Regions from separate parts of the Macaca mulatta genome. Here region 1 is linked to region 2. A link is a contact called in public Hi-C data. All regions are on one chromosome and are shown on one strand. The core of a region is the stretch at or near the end of the contact, and the rest is flanking DNA. Distances in the headings are between cores, read along the strand shown.

Region 1 (3,057 bases), core at 406-2,905, 130 kb before region 2:
GGCCCTGCAGCCTCCTGGAGGAACCTCGTGGTGTGCACAGGTGATTTATATCATTAATACCAAAGAACACGAGCGACTGCTAAACTGAGTTGCTTTAGGCATGGCTGTGAAGCTGGGGAGGCGCGTGAGGGGCCGTGGCCCTCGTGGGAGCCCCATTGCTGCCTTGGAAATGACTCTGCCCAGCAAGGAGAGGGGTCTCTTCAAACAGGAATTGACAAATGTTTCCTGTAAAAAGCCAGATGGTAAATGTCTTAGACTTCGAAGGCCACGTGGTCTCTTTTGCAACTACGAAGCCATAGACAAAGTATAAACTAATGGTGCAGCTGTGTCCCAATAAGTATTTATAAAAGCAGGTGGCCAGCAGGATTGGGCCATTGGGTAGTAATTTGCCAACTCCTGTTTTTAAAACATAAATCTGATCATGTCATCTGCTGTTCAACCCCTTGACGCCTCCCCAGCACGTTTAAATTAAGTCTCCAAACCCCACCACACATGGCCTCTGAGGTCCTCTGAGGTAACCCTGGGCTGGCTCTGACTTCATTTGGTGCACACCCACCCCCCATCTTCCTCTGCTCAGGCTCCCTTAGATGCTCAGCATGTCCCCAGGCCCTCTGCCTGAAACACCCTGAGATGCTCAGCATGTCCCCAGGCCCTCTGCCTGAAACACCCTGAGATGCTCAGCATGTCCCCAGGCCCTCTGCTCAAAACACCCTGGAGCCAGAACACCCTTGAGGCTGTGCTGTGCCTCCCAGATTCCCGATTCCTTCAAGAATGAGGAACTCACTCCCAGCTGTGGGTGTGACAGACAGCCCTCCCTCAGCTAAGGAGCGCCACATCGCCAGCCTTCAGCCCCTCCCAGAGACAGTCTGTGCCCAATAACCGGCCGATGTATGGACATAAAGGACCAGCCCCCGACCCCCGCTCAGGACAGCTCTAAAGGGGCATCCGAACGCCAGAACTCTCTGTCGGGACTTCACGGGGTCTCCATCGCTCCTCTGTCGGGCCCGAGAGCACTCCCTGATGTACATCCAACGTGCTCATTTCCATCCCAGAGCCTGCTTCTCAGGGAGCCTGCAGCGACCCTGCCTGCAGATGGACACAGGTGGGGTCCCTTCCTTAGGTCTCTGCTCCATCGTCCCAATAACACAGTGGCCTTCGGAAGGAAGGGAGGCAGGGGAACTGAGGGGACCCCGAAGGTAGGGCCTGGAGAGGTGCTGGGGAGTGAGGTACTCGAAGGTAGGGCCTGGAGAGGTGCTGGGGAGTGAGGTACTCGAAGGTAGGGCCTGGAGAGGTGCTGGGGAGTGAGGTGCAGCAGAGGAGGGGCAGGTGGGCGGGAGAACAGGGACCATATGAAGCCAGAGCCCAGCCTCCCTCAGGGCTGCGCCCTGTGAGTTGTACAAAGGGCCCTGGGTCTGTCCGAAAATGTTGCCATGATCCAGAATTACTGTGAGCTTTACCCTTTACCCGACAAAAAGATTGACTCTGGCTTGCCCAAGGCTGCCCCTAAGCCCCAGTGCTGGCCCAGCTAATGCAGGCACCCTGGTCCCCCTTTCACTGGCCCCCGCTGGAGCCTTCCGGACCAGGGCAGCTGATGAGGTCTGAATACTGGGGCCGAGCAGACTCTGGAAAAACGTGACTCATCTTGCCTGCCCACAAAGAAAGGAAAAGTATGTGTGGCATCCAAGTTTCCTGAAAAGTTCAGCCAACACATTGCAGAGTTATGTGGCCTGGCACCCTGTGTGGTCCCTGGGGACAGCGCCCTCTGGCGCCAGCCTGGCAGATGTCCCCCACTAGGGCTGGCCTGCACATCCTGTGTCCAGGCCATTATTATGATTTGGGAGAAGCCAAGGAAAAATTCCCAGAAGAATCTCCTTGCCCTCAGCGAGTCAGAGAGTCCTGTAGTTCCCTCAGGGCCTGCTTCAGTGATGCTCCCACCTTGGGAGACAGTAAAAGGCAGCGCTAACACGTGCTGTCACTTAACACTGTAAGTAAGAGTGGTAGTAAGTAAGACCCGTAAGTAAGGCCCACTGTAGCTCTTTTTCTTTTTTCGAGACAGGGTCTTGCTCTGTCTCTCAGGCTAGAGTGCAGTGGTGCGATCACAGTTCACTGCGGCTCAAGCGATCCTCCCACCCCAACCTCCTGAGTAGCTGTGACTACAGGTGTGCACCATCATGCCCAGCTAATTTTTACATTTTTTGTAAAGACGGGGTTTTGCCGTGTTGCCCAGGCTGGTCTCAAACTCCTGGGCTTAAGCGATTCTCCTGCCTTGGCCTCATAGGCACAAGCCACTGTGCTCAGCCTGTATTTCTTAATTCCTTTTTTAAAATAAGACTTTAGGGCTGGGCGAGGTGGCTCATGCTTGTAATTCCAGCACTTTGGGAGACCAAGGTAGGTGGATCACTTGCGCCCAGGAGTTCGAGACCAACCTGGGCAACATGGTGAGACTCTGTCTCTAACAACAACAAAAAAAATCATTAAATAATAAATAACATTTTATTTTGACAATTTCAAACATAAAGTCACAAAAATAATACAAAGAGTTCTCATATCCTCTTCACCCAGATTGCCCGATGTTAGCATTTCAGCAGATCTGCCCGTATCTCATTTCTTATGATCTCTCACTGTGTGTTTATATGAACTCTGAACCCCTGAGAGGAATTTGCAGACATCATATCCCTTTACCCCTAAATATTTCAGTGGATATTTCATAAAAACAGGGTCATTCTCCTAACCACAGTATAATTGTCAAAATCAGGAAATTAGCGCTAATATCATGCTATCAGCTAAGCTGCAGGCTTCATTCACGTTTTGCACCTTGTCTTTGGGGCGTCATTTCTTGGAAGAGGGGATCCCCAGCCACACGTTTTGTTTCGTTGTCCTTTCTCTTCAGTCCCTTCATTGGGAACAGCTCCTCAGTCCTGTCTCATCTGTCACGACCTGAGCCTTTTTCAGGGGGACACAGGCCAGTTCTTGTGTCGCCTGCCCTTGGCTTTGCGTTTTCCTGACATTTCCTCACCATCAGAGCCAGCCTGCACCCTCAGGAGGGCGTCCATCTGT
Region 2 (3,173 bases), core at 103-2,602:
CAGATCTGTGATGAAGTGCCTGTATTTCCTCAGACAACCCGTGAGGTCTCGGGGCTTTGTTTTGTTGTTGCTGCTGTCATTAAGAGCTTTCTCTGTAAACCCAGGGGGCCGGTACTCGCTGATCTTTTGCTTTTCTCTCTAGCTCCAAAATCAGACCTCAAAGCAACCAATAATCACTCTTTATAAATAAACAAAACAAAAACGTGTGTTCACTCAAAACTCATTCACTCTCAGCTGGAGTGCACAACACCCTGAGTAAGTGGAGATCGGTTCTTGTTGGGAGACAAAACCATTGCAGCTGTTACAGTGGGTTTTGGCCACCCGAAGGGCCACGGTACCTGAATAAATACACTGTATATCTGTGCTATTAAAATGTCGTGGGGCTAGTACAGTTAGGGGGAGAATGTGTAAAAAAGACTCGGGGCGGGGAGCATAGTGAAAACAAGGCTTAGAAGCTGCTGGAACTTGCTTAAGGGAGAATTGCCTGTCTGTGTATTTGTGGTCATCTATTGAATTATTGCCTTGTCTCTTGGCTCTCACAGCCAAGAGTCAGCTTGCAAGTTTCTTGACTCTGCTGCGGGGCACTGACCTCTGCTGGTGGAGATACCAAAGTGGCAGGTGTGTGGGCTCAGCCTGGTACTTGCTGATCATTACTTATGACACGAGAAGGCTCAGGTGATTATCTGCTTTCCAAACTCTACCCTTCCCTGCTGAGTTCACACACTCCTCGTAGATAAGAGACTTATTGTCTCTGGATTATGAGTAGGTACAATTGTATGACATCCCTGTAATTAAAGTTGTTCCTCTGGAGCTGGCCCCGTATGTAACATATTGCCCTATTCCGTAGGGTCTCGGTACACATTTCAGTATCTCTGCAGTCAGGGTGTGACTTCACATTTGGTGGTGTCTCCAACTTGGTGAGGTAGGATAGTTGTCTTGGAGTAGATAGAGGTTTTGTTGCCAGAAGATCCCTGACTAGTTTAAGCAGTGGACGGTGCCGGGAGGATTCGGGGGTATCTGTAAGTGGGACTGGTCACCAGGCTTCGCAGGTAACTGGAACCAGCTGGAAAGTCATCAGGGCCCAGGGCATTGAGCACCTCTGGCCATTGCTTTAGGGCCACAAAACCTCCCATCTCAGAACTTTCTCTGCTTCCTGGTGAATGTGTTGAAGAATGGCCTCTTGCCCCTACTGCTGTTCAGCTCGAACCCCACAGCCAGCTGAGCTGAGTCCTTACCCATGCTTCGGACCCCTGTGATATAACTCACAGCCCATGCAGTTCCCTTTCCTCCTGCAGCGCAGGGTATGGACCCCTCGCTGCCCTGTCCAAGGCCCGCATCTCATCCTGTGCCCTCACCCTGGAGGTTGTGCTCTCCTTCAGGGCTCAGATTCCCCTGACACTGATCTTTCTGTGCCCATCTCCTTCCCTCCCCTTCCTTCTTCGGTTTGTTTTCTTTCTTTTTAACCAGGCTGATTCCATAAATGCCCGCATCCTCCCAGCTGTTCTAACAGGAAAGCTGTTTGACTCCAGGTCCAAGAGAACAGCTCCTCGCTGCTGCTCCTGGCTTGTTCACCTCTCTCCCTCACTCCCAGTCAGTGTCATCTTCCTATGAACCATTCTAGCAGCCGAGCTCTCCCAGCGCCTGCTCTGCCCCCTCCAATTAATTTGCCATGCTGCTGTTGGAGATATTTCCTTCAAACATATTTCTAATCCCGTCACTTTCATTTCTAAAGCCTCCGGTACTTTTCCTTCGCCTGTAGGAGTCCGCACTTCCCGGCACGCCCTCCTTGCCCCCCCCTTCTCCCTCCCCAGCCTCACCTGGTGCCTCTGTCCTTGCATTTCCCTCCAGCTACTCTGGCCTTTGTCAGCTTCCTCAAACTGCCTTGCTTCTCCAGGCCTGCCGGACTTTACAGACAGCTCCTGCTCTCTGGATCGTTCCTCCCTCTCTTTTGGCCACCTGCTTGTTTTCTCCAAGTCTCAGGTTAGATGCCACTTCCTCAGGGAAGCCTTCCCAGAAGCCCCGATGAGGACTTCCCATGCTGTCTCATGATCCCTCACAATTGATAGGTGCTGTTGGGGGGACACACTTCTTTGTATTTCCCAGTAGTCCCTCCTATTTCTTTGCCATTACATGGTAAACTCTGTGACGATGGAGACTGAAAACTTAGTATTTGCCCGGTCTTGAGGCTACCGGGATGAGTGAAACTTGGTTTTCAGTAAACATTTGTCACACAAATGAACGTAGGTATTTCGGAGCTTATACTTTTACTCTGGCACCTAGGCTTGCCATACTTCAGGTGGTTAATGTTATTTCTTACAAAGACATGAGGCATTTCTATTTGAGGCATTGGAGAAATGAGAGAAAATGCATTTGCTGTGTTGACGGTGCACGAATCAAAGAGCAGTGAGGGCGGAGCAACAGAGGAAGTGAAATGACTGAGTGAACCCCGGAGGTGTGAAAGGCTTCTCCGCCATACGGTGACGTCAGGGCTTGTGACGTTCGCAGTTGAGTAACTCGAAGGCAGTAGCAAGTGGGTAGAGTGGGACGGCTCGCCTGCGGAATCTGGCATCCGAGGAAAGCGCCTTGACACCTTCCTTTCATGGCCGTGATTACACTTGTGCTAAGGTTAGGGGAAACAGAGTCACGTTCATCTCTGATATGAAAAGGGAAGAGCGATTTTGGGGAAGGGAACTCGTCTGGGAACCTTCTGGCTAAATTTTAGTCACTTTTTAATCTGTTTTGTATGCTGCCTTGGCCGGGTGCTGTGGCTCACCCTGTAATCCCAGCACTTTGGGAGGCCAAGGTGGATGGATCTTTTGAGTCCAGGAGTTCGAGATTGGCCTCAGCAACATGGTGAAACCCTGTCTCTATAAAAATAAATAAATAATACAAAAAATTAGCCAGGCATGGAAGGTGGGAAGATCACCTGAGTCCAGGAGGTTGAGGCTGCGCTGAACCATAATGACATCACTGCATTCTAGCTGGGGCAACAGAGCGAGACCTTGTCTCAAAAAATACATACACACACACACACACACACACACACACACACACGCTGCCTTCTGTCCCACTTGGAGCTGTTTCCCACGTATCTGAATTTATATAACATCAATGAGTATTCTGAATATCATGCTAACTGATTCATTTTATTTTAGGTTGTACTTTGGTCATTT

Evidence for each region. A called contact is a pair of places that touch in the nucleus more often than the background predicts.
Region 1: a contact with region 2 is called in a Hi-C map of blood, with 3 times the contacts expected there. The contact joins two enhancer-like sites. A contact is called at or near these places in 7 of 14 Hi-C or Micro-C datasets (blood, cortical neurons, fetal cortex germinal zone and 4 more).

Annotation. Positions count from the first base shown.
Region 1 is chr3:191,182,034-191,185,090 of T2T-MMU8v2.0, reverse strand. All of the region lies in intron 3 of PRKAG2 (protein kinase AMP-activated non-catalytic subunit gamma 2), which reads left to right. Among named protein-coding and RNA genes, the nearest start is that of PRKAG2, 120 kb to the left of the region's middle. Within about 2 kb of position 1,655, at least 6 of the 40 cell types and tissues checked have an H3K27ac peak or open chromatin away from gene starts, as enhancers often do.
Region 2 is chr3:191,051,405-191,054,577 of T2T-MMU8v2.0, reverse strand. All of the region lies in intron 4 of PRKAG2 (protein kinase AMP-activated non-catalytic subunit gamma 2), which reads left to right. Among named protein-coding and RNA genes, the nearest start is that of RHEB, 110 kb to the right of the region's middle. Within about 2 kb of position 1,352, at least 2 of the 40 cell types and tissues checked have an H3K27ac peak or open chromatin away from gene starts, as enhancers often do.